Linked DNA regions of Zea mays: region 1 is linked to region 2. The links are chromatin contacts, called in public Hi-C maps. All regions are on one chromosome and are shown on one strand. The core of a region is the stretch at or near the end of the contact, and the rest is flanking DNA. Distances in the headings are between cores, read along the strand shown. Region 1 holds the start of LOC103640509 (calcium-transporting ATPase 1, plasma membrane-type). Region 2 has its middle 120 kb from the start of LOC118476071.

Evidence for each region. Hi-C and Micro-C count contacts between places; a contact is called where the count stands out from the background.
Region 1: a contact with region 2 is called in a Hi-C map of endosperm, with 2.8 times the contacts expected there. The contact joins the promoter of LOC103640509 here to the enhancer-like site in region 2. A contact is called at or near these places in 6 of 25 Hi-C or Micro-C datasets (bundle sheath, ear, endosperm and 3 more).

Annotation. Positions count from the first base shown.
Region 1 is chr1:168,383,978-168,391,586 of Zm-B73-REFERENCE-NAM-5.0, forward strand. LOC103640509 (calcium-transporting ATPase 1, plasma membrane-type) reads left to right here and starts at 4,401. Exons shown (of 7, transcript NM_001321487.1): 1 at 4,401-4,805; 2 at 5,642-5,696; 3 at 5,846-7,609. The coding sequence starts at 4,629.
Region 2 is chr1:167,846,738-167,853,326 of Zm-B73-REFERENCE-NAM-5.0, forward strand. No RefSeq gene overlaps it. Among protein-coding and RNA genes, the nearest start is that of LOC118476071, 120 kb to the left of the region's middle. Within about 2 kb of position 4,449, at least 19 of the 20 cell types and tissues checked have an H3K27ac peak or open chromatin away from gene starts, as enhancers often do. A contact at or near this core is called in bundle sheath, ear, endosperm and 3 more, where this site is marked.

The DNA.
Region 1 (7,609 bases), core at 3,151-5,650, 540 kb after region 2:
TTAAGCTCTGTTCTAGTGAGAACCTTGAGATATTGTCTTGAGCTCAAGTCGTGATCTTGTGTGTGCGTATTTGCTGTGGATTTGAGTGTGTTGCTTCCCTCCCTTACTCTTGTGCTTCATATTGATTCTTATTGTAAGGGCGAGAGACTCCAAGTTGTGGAGATTCCTCGCAAACGGGAAAAGAGCAAAGTAAAGAAGAACACCGTGGTATTCAAGTTGATCATTGGATCACTTGAGAGGAGTTGAGTGCAACTCTCGTCCATTGGGACGCCACAACGTGGAGTAGGCAAGTTTTGTACTTGGCCGAACCACGGGATAAATCCTCGTGTCTCTTGTGTTTGTCTTTATTGTGTCTATTGTGATTCACAAGAGCTCTCCTCTCTACTCACTTGATTTCAGTGTTCTAACTCTTAATCAAGTTTGTGGTGTTAAGTTTTAAGTTTTACAGGATCACCTATTCACCCCCCTTTAGGTGCTCTCAATTGGTATCAGAGCCGTTCTCTTCAAGAAAGAGACTAATCGCCCGAAGAGATGGATCCTAGGGGCAAGGGGATGGTGGTCAATGATAAGGAGAAGGAGTCCTTCGTCAATGATCCAAAAGATGACAAGCCTACTGACTCGGGCTCAAGCCACAAAAGAAAAGACGGGAAGAAGAAGAAAACAAGGCGCATCAAGGAGATAGTCTACTACGACAGCGACGAATCTTCCTCTTCCCAAAAGGATGACGACAACGACTACGAGAAAAAGAAGACGGTTAATTCAAACTTTTCTTTTGATTATTCTCGTATTTCGCAAAGTACAAGTGCTCATTTACTCTCCATTCCACTTGGAAAACCACCTCACTTTGATGGAGAGGACTACGGATTTTGGAGTCACAAAATGCGTAGTCACTTGTTCTCTCTCCATCCAAGCATATGGGAGATAGTAGAGAGTGGAATGCAATTTGATAGTACTGATAGTCCCACATTTATCAATGAGCAAATTCACAAAAATGCACAAGCTACTACTGTTCTTCTAGCATCTTTGTGCAGGGATGAATACCATAAGGTGAGCGGCTTGGATAACGCCAAGAAGATTTGGGACACCCTCAAGATCTCTCATGAGGGAAATGGCGTTACCATGCTCACCAAGATGGAGTTATTGGAGGGCGAACTTGGGAGATTTGCAATGATCAGGGGCGAGGAGCCAACCCAAACGTACAACCGGCTCAAGACCCTCGTCAACAAAATAAGGAGCTATGAAAGCACGCTATGGACGGACCACGACGTCGTCCGCCTAATGCTAAGATCCTTTACTATCCTTGATCCACATCTTGTGAACAATATTTGTGAGAATCCTAGGTACACCAAGATGACGTCCGAGGAGATACTTGGAAAGTTCGTAAGCGGGCGAATGATGATCAAGGAGGCTAGATACGTTGATGATGCGTTAAATGGCCCAATCCATGAGCCTCAAACCGTAGCTCTCAAAGCAACGAGGAGCAAGGAGGCCCTACCTAGCAAGGTGGCACAAGTCGAGGCGGCGGGGCTCAATGAGGAAGAGATGGCACTCATCATCAAGCGCTTCAAGACGACGCTAAGGGGTCGCAAGGAGCATCCCAACAAGACCAAAACGAAGGGGAAGCGCTCATGCTTCAAATGTGGTAAGATTGGTCACTTTATCGCTAACTGTCTCGATAATGATAGTGACCAGGAACAAGGGAACAAGAGGGAAAAGAAGAAGACTTACAAGAAGGCTAAGGGCAAGGCATACCTTGGAAAGGAGTGAGACTCGGTTGGCTGAACGATGAGCCTGGTGGCGCCCCTGGCCTATAGAAGCTCGGCACTTGGCCGCGCGCGTAGCAATGATTGGTGGCGAGGCTCACATGGCCCGCATGTGCCGAAAACGCGTCCGATGAGACCGCGACAGGCCTGCCGAGCTACGTGTACGTATATATAAAAGCAAAGGCCATTACGCCCCACCAGTCTAGACTGTCTGGTTCAAAGAACAAGCAAGTTGACACGAGCACTTGAGCAGAGACATGGACCTATGTTTGTTTATATAGCGATTGGATCATCTAGATCTCATGGATCTGCATGCCTTTTGTTTATCTCTCTCTCTCTCTCTCTCTCTCTTGTTATTGAGTGATTGATCATCCCAACACACTTACACCCTTCATGTTTGCATCCTTGGGATCATATTAGTTAGCAAGTTAACAACATATAGCTAACTATCTCATATTATATGAGACTTGAGAGAATGTTTAGCCGTTAATCGGTAGGTTTAATTTGAATTGCTGGTCCATTTTCTTAGTGGCTATCATCTCATTTGGTCGATCTCGCTAGTGCGATAGTCGTAGTTGTTATCTTGCACCGTGGCCCTGAAAAACGAAATGCAACGAGAGAGCAGAGCAGGTGAAAGATCAGCGTGGCCAGCTCGAAGCTAGCGGACTCTTCTATGGTGCTAGTGAAGCAGTTTTTTTTTCTTGGCCCTTGTCTTTTAATTAGCAACAGCACATGCTAGCCGCTCCTCCTTTGCTACTCACGCATGACGGCATGATGTCGCGTGGAGAAGAAGAAAAGAAACAAAAAGATGGAATGCATCTCCGGGTGATGCACCAGTGCGGAATTCGATTCTGCATGAGCTAGGACTCCCCCGCCCCAAACTTATAAATATATAAGCCTAGATTAGAACCGAGTAGTTCTTTTTACGTTTAATTAAGCATATCCATACAATACTCCTTCCGTCCCAAAATATAGTTCTTTATACATACTTTTTCCGTTCATATTCATTTAAATGATAACGAATATAGACATATGTAAAAACTATATTCATATGTTGTATAATGAATACGTGATTAGTCTAACGTTCCGTTTGAATCATTAGAATTGAATTCCATTCTAATAAATTAATAATAATAACTTTAGCATATATCAATTAAGCTAATTCAGTTTTATACAAAATATATTTGTATACTATTAATAGCAAGATGTCGGAGATATTTATGTGTTATATTTTTACTATAGATGAGTGAGACAAAGAGTGTCATGTAAGTTCCAGAGTAGAAATAAATTCTACTAATGTATAAAATCATTTCTCATCCTCCATCCCATGAATTTGAGATAGGATTATATCTGAACTTTGGAAAGTGGTGGAATGTCAAATTCCAAACTAAATAAGTTACTTTATTGAGTGAATTTCAATTGCTCTAAAACAAAGGGATCCAGACGCCCCTTAAAACAAATTAAATTTTAGGGACGGAGGGAGTAGAAAACATTGTTGAATTAATATAGTTTTAAATTCTTTGTGTTAAAACTGATGGATTATATAATGTTATAGATTATACTAATAATGTATTTTTAAAAAAATTTATTATGAATTGTGTGATTTTTATTAAATTAATATAGTTTTAAATTCTTTGTGTGAATTATGTGGTTTTTATTTAACTAATTATGTGTTCGATGTTATTTTTTTCAATAAAACATTATGGTTTGCTTAAATATAAATATGTAAAAAAAACTAATGACGTTTAGGTGGTTATATGTTAAAGCTAAATATTGCATACTGAAATATTGTGATATACTACGATATTGTAATATACTATGGCACTATGATAGACTAGCATATAGCCCGTGTTAACATTATAATCTCAAGGATGGGAAGGATTGACGGCGGTGACGATACGAGGGGGAGGGTTGGCGCGGTGGCAGCACGAGCGAGGGGGAGGAGCGCCGAGGTCACGAGAAGAGGAATGGTCCAAATAATATTATACATTGGATTTGGGTGAGTAAAAGAGAGATGATTATCCATCAATATAAAACGTTGGTTTTGATGATATGTCAAGTCTGAATGCAATTCGTTGGTAGATTTAGTGGAGGTTATGGGTGTAGGGATGATTTGATTAGATAGATTTTATAAAATTTAAACTAGTGCATTATATAGATATAGATAGATATGGATATAGAATAGAATATAATAAAATAGAATAGATAAATGTAGAGTTTATAGATATAGATGTATAAATATACATAACAATTGATGATAGATAGATAGTGTATTTATTAATGAAAATTTTGCTATTTTGTTACTCTTAATTTTAGCTCTTTGTTATTGTGCCATCGGTGTCTATGACTGATGGAACCATATGTATCCATGATTTTGTGGATTGGATGATATAATGATGAAACCCATAAATAATAATGATAAAATTACAAATGACTCATTTATTAATATAACAGCTGATCGGACGATAATTACTGCAGGCAGGAACCACTGGAGACGAGGGACTGACGACTCTCGCCGGCGCCGCGACATCGACTTGTGTCGTCACCCTCCCACCCCAATTTCCCCGCAGCTTCCTTCCAGTGTCGCTGCCGCAGTCATCACTCTGCAGTCAGTCTGCACCCCTCCCTCCCTCCCTCCTTCCCTCCCTGCCTGTTGGCCGCGGCTCGCGGGAACCAACACCCCATCGCCACGCCGATCCCCCACCGACCAGCCAAGCCGCTACAAGTCAGCCGTGCCCCGCACGCGTGCACCTGATTGGTGCTTGGCCGGCCGGCTGACCCACCCGGGGCGGAAGGAGGAAGGAAGGACCGGAGAAGCTGCTTCCTTGCCGTCGCCCAGGGGGACAGGGTAAGCAAAGGAGCGGGATGGAGAGCTACCTGGAGGAGCGGTTCGGCGGTGTGCAGGCCAAGAACTCCTCCGAGGAGGCGCTCCGCCGCTGGCGCCGCCTCTGCAGCGTCGTCAAGAACCCCAAGCGCCGCTTCCGCTTCACGGCCAACCTCGAGAAGCGCGGCGAGGCCGAGGCCATCAAGCACGCCAACCACGTGCGCTCCCCCTCCCGATTCCACTTACTCCCCCTTCCCTTTCCTCTCTTGTTCCATCCTACGATGCCGCCGCTTAGTCCCGCCGGGATCCGCGGCAACGTAGCCCGTGGGATCTGGACCTAGGGCCACTACCTGTTTGCCGGCGCCTGCACTTAGTAGCGAGTCGTCGCTGCATCTGGGTGCCGGATTCAGTGAGCTCAGCATGCGCGGGGGTGTGGCGGTTGTGGCCATGATTCACGGTCAAGCTAGTTACTTTTCTAACTGAAAAGCCGCAGTGTGTTTTGCGGCCGCCTGCTTTGTTTGCGCATTTTGGGGGTCTTCATTTTTGTTTTGAGACCCACTCAGTATTTGTGGTATCAATCAAGCCCTTAATGCCACCCAAAAAAATCTATGATGACTGTTCTTCAGCTACGACTATGTACGCGTACGAGGGACCATTTGCTTCTCGCACCATTTCACACTGCTGCGACAACACGCCTTTGGATCTGCTCTGTTTTAGTGCTGCCAGTTTGGGAAATATCAGTCTTTTTCACTAATTATTATTATGTGCTACCTTAATTACCTCCCATTTTCAGTAGGTTCTTGCAACTGGCTACTATCAACTCCACTCATAGTTAAGACTAATTAGAACCACTGCAGCAACCATAAACTTGAACCACTTTCCATTACTCTGCTATCAGATCCTGAACCAGTGCAGCAACATGCCTAGTTATGCCCTCCCGTTTTTCTGATTTGAGCAGTTAACCTCGCAATCCAACTGGGTGGCTGTCTTAACTCTGTTACTACCGCCACCAATACCTTCGGTTACTCAAGTTAACACTGCTGCTGTGTGACAGGAGAAGCTGCGTGTCGCTGTGCTCGTCTCAAAGGCTGCACTGCAGTTTCTACATGGTAATTGCACACCGACAGATAGTACTGCCAGAATTTGTCACGCTTTTGTAATTTTGTCTCCACCTCTTCTATTTCCTAACCTTTTTATAGCCGCTATTTGCAAGCATTGCTAGCAACTAAAACCATGCTTCTGAATCGCGAATGTTCAGGCCTCACCCTTCGAAGCGAGTACGTCGTCCCTGAGGAAGTCAAGGCTGCAGGGTTTCAGATCTGTGCCGACGAGCTGGGGTCTATTGTTGAGGGTCATGATAGTAAGAAGCTCATCACCCAAGGTGGAGTTGATGGAATTGCGGAAAAACTTGCAACTTCGAAGACGGATGGGCTAAGCACAGCCGATGATAGTATTAAGCGCAGGCAAGACATATATGGAGTAAACAGGTTCACAGAAAGTGAGGTCCGTAGTTTCTGGGTGTTTGTATGGGAAGCGCTTCAAGATACAACTCTTATAATTCTTGCTGTCTGTGCGTTCGTATCGCTGGTTGTTGGCATTGTGGTGGAAGGGTGGCCAAAAGGTGCTCATGATGGTCTTGGAATTGTTGCAAGTATCCTCTTGGTTGTGTTTGTCACTGCAACAAGTGACTACCGGCAGTCACTGCAGTTCAAGGACCTGGACAAGGAGAAAAAGAAAATCCATGTACAGGTTACAAGGAATGGTTTTAGGCAAAGGCTATCGATATATGATCTTCTTCCTGGTGATGTTGTCCATTTAGCAATTGGGGATCAGGTCCCTGCAGATGGGCTCTTCATTTATGGATTCTCTCTGTTGATCAATGAGTCCAGCCTAACTGGTGAAAGTGAACCTGTTGCTGTAAATGAAGATAACCCTTTCCTTTTGTCTGGGACCAAAGTACAAGATGGCTCCTGCAAGATGCTGGTAACAACTGTTGGCATGCGCACCCAATGGGGAAAACTGATGGCCACTCTCAGTGAAGGCGGCGATGATGAAACCCCACTGCAAGTCAAACTTAATGGAGTTGCAACTATTATTGGCCAGATTGGATTATTTTTTGCTGTTATAACTTTCATTGTCCTGTCGCAAGGGCTATTCAGCAAGAAATACCATGAGCAGATGCTTTTAAGCTGGTCAGGAGATGATGCATTGGAGCTGCTGGAGCATTTTGCTATTGCAGTTACTATTGTTGTTGTTGCTGTTCCCGAGGGATTGCCGTTAGCAGTCACGCTGAGTCTTGCATTTGCCATGAAGAAAATGATGAATGACAAGGCACTTGTTCGCCACTTAGCTGCATGTGAGACTATGGGTTCGGCTACTACCATCTGCAGTGACAAGACAGGAACACTGACAACTAATCATATGGCCGTTGTTAAGGCCTGCATCTGTGGAAACATCAAGGAAGTTAATGGTTCTCAGAATGCATCCAAGTTACGCTCTGAGCTTCCAGAGATTGTTATTAAAACTCTTTTGGAGTCTATATTTAACAATACAGGTGGTGAGGTTGTAATTAACCAGGATGGTAAATATCAGATCCTGGGTACCCCCACGGAGACAGCTTTACTAGAGTTTGCATTGTCACTAGGCGGAGATTTTAAGGCAAAACGTGATGAAACTAAGATTGTGAAAGTGGAGCCTTTCAATTCAACAAAAAAGAGGATGAGTGTCATTCTTGAGCTTCCAGGAGGAGGATGCCGTGCACACTGTAAAGGTGCTTCAGAGATAGTCTTGGCTGCCTGTGATAAATTCGTAGATGAGACAGGTGGTGTTCATCCTCTGGATAAAATAACTGCTGACAAGCTCAATGGTATTATTGATAGTTTTGCTGGTGAAGCTCTTAGAACATTATGCCTTGCTTATAAGGATATGGAAGAAGGTTTTTCCAACGCAGACCATATACCGCTACAAGGGTACACATGCATTGGAATTATAGGTATAAAAGATCCTGTCCGCCCAGGGGTGA
Region 2 (6,589 bases), core at 3,199-5,698:
GTTTGTCAACCTCCACCAAAAGGCAGGGGGCATATGTTGGGCACAGAAAATGACCTGGTGGATAGTCCGGCCCTGAGGCCGGACGGTCCGTCGTAGTGGCACGGACCATCCGCGCGTGCGCAGAATTAGTTAGGGTTCCGGATTTCTTGCGGGATTTGTTAGCTAAACCTGCGGGGTTAACTCGAAAACCGACTTATAACAGGTCCAGACCTCCCCTTTATATAGATGAAGGGCTATGACCGATTAAACCCACACAATCGATACAATCAACTCTACTTATCGTTTTTACCTTATGCATTAGGAGTAGCTCTAGTTTAGCCTTCCTCTACCTCAAATCTTTACATCTCTACGTCGATTGGAGGCGTCTTGGGTGGCCTGCCGACGCCAAGACATACCCTAGGATCTCTCCTTCCCGACGGGGTCCCACCCGGGAGGCGAGATCTAGGTCTGTTGTGAAGAAGACGACTCTCTGCGCCATAACGGACCGTTAGGGGTGAGCGTTCGGGTTACCCGGAAATTTCGGGTCGGCTAATTCGGGTATTTTAAATTTTGGGTTTTGAGAATCGATACCCAAAATTACAACGGGTTTTACAATACCCGAAAATTCGGGTACCCAAACTGTTGTGTCAGCTTCATAAAAACAGATGCATCCTATTAAATTAGTATAAAAATACAGTTTGAATAATGATATACATGGACATAGAAACACAAGCAATCTACAATCACAAGTCATGCTTACACATAATTATAGATGCACAAATTAATAATTAAGAATGACATGAGTACATGACACATGAAAGTTCGGGTAATTCGGGTATTTTGGGTACCCGATTATGATACCTGAATTATCTGAAATAAATTCAGGTTTTGCAACTTGCTACCCGAAATTCCCGAATGAAATTCAGGTTTCAGATATTTCGGGTTTGGGTTTGGTTATTCCGGGTTCGGGTTTCGGATTATGGGTTTTTTGCCTTGCCCTAGGACCGTACGAGCCCTAGGTGCGGACCGTTCGGACGTATGAAGCGGAGACGCTCTTGCTCCCAGGTCGCGGATCGTCTGGTCCTATGTCGCGGATCATCTGTGTCTTCACAGAGAGCACCGTCAGGTGGTTCGTTCCAGTGTTTAACGTCCAGAACGACGCCAACACCTCCTATCAATGCAATTATTTTTGTTCTATAGTGTTGCTCAAGATATGAGCGACATCGGTGAACGAAATCATCCGTTGTTAGCTATTTTTTTGTCTCTCGTTTTATCAAACCGTTTGACTATTAAAAATGTTATTAATAGAAGATTTATTGTTATTATTTGGTTCTATAATTAGTAGTACATATGGCTTTATTTAGGTTACATATATGTACTGCCGCTGTTGTATCCGTGCGATTGAAAAAAATGTCTCGTTATTTAGACTGCGACACGTCTTTTACAGACAGTTCAGCGTAAGTAGATCTTTTTATTGGGTTGATATCAATAGACAAACTTTATCTCTATTTGATATTTTATTAAAAATATTAAGCAACCCCACACACCATGGGCTGATATCATATTAATACGCATACATACATATTATTAATATATTAACCGGCCTCTACGTGATCGGTATGTACTCGGTATGTACGTCGTGAGTTTCGTCATGCCTTATACGTAGGGCTGACAATGGGCTATAAATTTTGCACTATAAGATTTAAGGATCAAAGCGGGTTAGGATCGGGCTCTATTTCTAGTCATTTTTGAGCTATAATTTATTTAGGGCTTTGACATTTTGTGAAGAACTATTTGGATCACAATCCATTACCACCCCTACTTATACGTGAATATATGTTTTCTTCTTCATAACTCGCCTAACAACCAGATAAGATAGAACTTAACTCTCACATCTATGTGTCTCTACAGATAATGGGACAATAACAGCCCAGGGAGAAGAAGAGGCGCCGCTTCCGTGCGCGCTAACAAGTTTGGGTGTTTAATTATTTTTATTTAAAAATTAATAGAAATAGAGTCCGATTCTAATTCGATCCGATACTTAAATTTTATATTGTAAAATTTAGAGATCATTACCACCCCTATTAATACGATGCAACGTAATGATCTTGTACTACCCTCTATGAACTTGTTTGGATACTCTAGTATTAAACCTAATTAACATGTATTGAGGTGAATTGAGGTGTAAATTAAACAAAACCTAAGAGGTTGTTTGTTTAGAATTATAATGTGTCCAGATTAATTGAGGTGGATTGAGGTGTAAATTAAACTAATTTATACCCCAATCCACCTTAATACATGTGGATTGAGATGAATACTAGAGTATCCAAACAAAATCTAAGGGGTTGTTTGTTTAGAATTATAATGTGTCCAGATTATATAATCTGGATAGGTATAATTCTAAACAAATAGACCCTAATACTTATCACCTAGAATTGTAAAAATTTTGACCATGGAAATTGTCTCTTGCTCTGCACATAGCAAATCTGATTCATCTTACAAGACATGATTGAAAGAAACGCTCTGCCAGCTGTTTGGATGCATACACCAGCCAGTTGAACACCTAATACTACCATGATTCGGCTCTTTGCCGAGTGCTTGTCGCTTTGGCAAGTGCAATTTTTACTGTCAAAAGGGACGGGCAAAAAGGAGTTCACTGGAGCCTTCTTTGCCGAGTACTATACCAACATATATAGCAGACGCTCGACAAAGACTATGTCACGTTGCTTAGCGCCGTGACGGTGACTTTTGTCGAGTGTCCGATAAAAAGTAATTGACAAAGAAGTCGTTACTATAGATGGCCAAATGGACCGTGCCTAACGGGCCGGCCTGAAGCACGACCATTAATAGTGTCGGGCCGGGAGCCATGCCATGCTTGGGCCGCTGCCTCGGCCCGGCCCAGCACGATTATATATTTTTCATTTTATAAAACATGGTATATATATTTATATTTTATATTTGCTATTTACAACAAATACACTAGAGTTCTGCTGGTTAGTCTTCTTCATTTAGTGTTTTCCCATTTAGCGTTTTCCTCCTTGAATTGTAGAGGGAGGTCATGGGTTCAAAACCTCACTCACGTATAGTTTTTTGCTATTTGCCGGCGTGTCGTGCCTGGACTGCGGCAGGCGGGCCGGGCGGGCACGACCCGATTATCCGTCGGGCCTAACGGTGCTTCATCGAGTCCTGTTTGCCGAGAGTCACGTTCAGCAAAGAGATTATCGAATGTTTTTCTGGGCTCTGCGGAGTATCTGAATCACTCAACAAAGCACATCGTGTGAATTCATCTAGTGCATTCCGAACTGCCACCGGATATTTTTTTTGGATGACAGGTATCTGCCTATTTTCCGAATGATGAATTGCCTACTGAAATTTTATTTTTCTGGTGGCAAATAATTAATCCAAAAAATGCCGAGCTAAATCCAATCACGTGGCCACGTGGGCGCCTAATAACACCAGTCATCATCTTGTGTGGCTGTCTCTCAGTTGCCGCCATTGGATCTTTTCGTTACGGTTAGATGCCATTTGCAAGGTGCGCGGACTTTAGAGCAATAATACAAGACGAGAGGAGAGAGAGGGTTAATTCACGCAGGGGCGCAAGAGATCGAGGAAGCAACGAGTCGCTAGCTGTTGGTTGACGTCGCTACCAAGCTTAGAAGACTTTGGTGGCCAGCAGCAGCCATGCACCTTTTGCGCGCGGTGCCGGCCGGCCGGCCTCCCTCTTGTTGTTTTCCCGCCAGATGAATTCAGCACGTGTGCGAGCGAGCTTCTAGATGTTTGTTGCCAGCTAGCTGATCCTGCCTCTTGCGATTATAATGACCACATCATGCATTGCACCAGCAGCTCCTTACTTATCTCTGAGGACGATTGTACTATAGTACTATGCATGGCCAGATTCAGTGCACTGGATCAGAAGTTCAGAACAGATGTGTATCACTCGTCAGCTTGTGCAGCATGCATGCGAGTAATGGACATGCAACAGTGGTGTGCCGTGGTGGTTGCTTGATCCAGCTTTGGTTTTGTTTGTTTGTTTTTTTTTTTTTGAGGGTGGGGGGTGGGCGGGGTGGTTCAAAGTTCATGTCAACTTTATAAGGTTCAGACATGCAAAGGGGGCCGGCCGGGACTCTGAAAACCGGAGGACGACGCAGCATGTTTCACACAGTGATGTTTCCACTAGCTAGTCATCTCTTCTCATCGATCATGGCTGCTTTTGTGTGTGATGTGCATGCCGTCGATTCTTGCATTGCACCACTCACCACTGAAAAACGTCCTTGTAGCCCCGATAGATAGATTCATTTTCAGCACGCTTTCGATCACTTGTGGCACTGTCGAAAAAACCAAAGCACCCATGTCTCGTCCATGAACGTGGGTAGATTCTTTCCACAACGCACACGCACAGCATATCCTGCCAGCATCTCGCTGCAGCACTAGCAGAGGATACATGGCTGGCTTTCGACCCGCGTGGCTCATCCTGGGAGCGAGGGTTTCACGCACCAGCTGGTGCGCGCATGCATGGGATACTGCAGGCAGGATATGCTAGGGTTCTAGGCTCATGCTGGTGAAGATCAGCGATGAAGTCTTATTGGTGTATATATAATAATTGTGTGTTCAACAGCTCAAGTCTACTAGCTAGCAGCTAGCTTTAATTTTGGATGGAGAGCCTGATGAAGGGACAGGACAGTGTGAATAACCCTCTCGAGTTCTTGACTGGGTAGACAAAAGCAAGCACCCTTCAGCAGGCTAGCCTTCAACTGAGAGCGAAGAGAGACCCAGAAAACGACGTGGGGTTTACGGGAAGCAAAAGAAATAGAAAAGAAAACGACGTGCATGTGGGGCCCTGTAGTGACAGCGACAGTGACAGCCGCTGTCGCTCACACCACCACCACCCGGCCCACCAGGCTGCCTCTATACCGGGCCAATACAATGCACCACGTCAACCATTCGCCTCAGCATCTCTTACTGAGAGCGAGAGGTGCTCATCTCATGTATATTTTTTCCCATCTACTTTAGAGCTAGTTTTACAATCTATTTCTATTTTTTTTAAAAAATCTATTTTTCAAAGGAAAACTAGTTCATTTTTTCTTGAAAAATTGTGAATCTCTTGTAAAATTGGAGTTCTCAAACTAACCCTTAAAAAGAATAATTCTCTTGCCTGGTGTAACTTTATCAGAATAATCTGATCATATTCCTCGGGGATACTGGTAACGTCACGAGGATCTTCTTCAAAAGCCTGTGGCTCGATATACGACAGCCTACGTCTAGCGTCAAAACATATTCGGCGCCGTCTCGCATACTTTTTTTTATTAAAAAAGGGGGATTTTATTTATATGTTTGACTGTAATCGTCCTAGATGCACCCATTAACATCCTCATGAACTTTTTCATAGAACTATTTTCGGTCAATTTGGTGGCTTAAAATTCTCTCGTCTTCCATTTTATTTCCTCTTATTTCATGTGACTATGGTGGTGTTGTTTTAGCTTTCTTTGCCGACTGTACTGCCAAACGTTCAGCTTTTTAAGCCGTTAAGATGAGAATCACTTTGGTGAAAATCGTTCAGAATCAACGTGAACAGAAAATCAGTCGTGTCATCGGGATAGGAGCAATCGTCGCTTTCTATATCTTAAACACTATGGACCACTTCACCTTACTTCGTATATAATCCCCACGATACTTAGATTCTCTCCGCAACCAGATTCTGTCCATAACCAGAACGATTCTAAAAAAAACTCATAATAAAAAAGCCGAACATCAAACGGGCTGTAGCTAGGTTGTGTAGTTTCCGTACAGTCCATATTCACATACCATATGTTTGGTTTCCCCGATGCAGACGTGTAGCCCCATCCAAACCTACATGGTGGGATACGGGACCTTACCCACATCTCCGCGGTGCAACCCATGTCTCCTAAAATGGCTTTCTTTGTATCCGTGTGCGCAGTTCAGAGCTCCATCATACAACCAACCATGCAGGTGCACTTCCTCGGTCAACGGATGACACAGACCTAGACGCGTACATCTAAGAAACCAAATACACGGATATAGTTAGCGAGCTTCATAAATTCGTTACCCAGATCTCTCACAAAAATTCAAATATTTAGTCGACTTATAAATTTAAACTTTGGATCATTTTGTACCATAATTACATCGCTACAAAAAATCAAGAAACTTTCTTTGGTCATATTAATTTTCTGCGCTTTCCAATAATGACGCCGAAAATTATTCGGTTGAACCTCTTTTGAAAACCGGTTGAACCTCTTTGGCAGACCTGTCAGTCAGTCTTGCCAGTCTGGCTGACAGATTGTTGTGCAGTCTAGCCAAGTTGACCAAACCGATTGAACCGCCCTGGGGGCGATTGAACCGCCCCTAACGACTCTGTCGACCTGTACGCCAGTCTGACTGGCAGATTGTTGGTCAGACGTCAGAGGGGTCAGAGACCAGTTGAACTGCCCCGAAAAACGAGTTCAACTGGTCTTGACCAGAAAGTTCAGGAGAGAAAACCCTAGTTCAACTACCCAGAGGCAAGTTCAACTGGTGTATGGTCAGAGAGGTTCACAGTTGAAGTTGAAGTTCAGCTGGAGTTGAGAAAGCTCAGCTAGAGTTGAAAAAGCTCAAC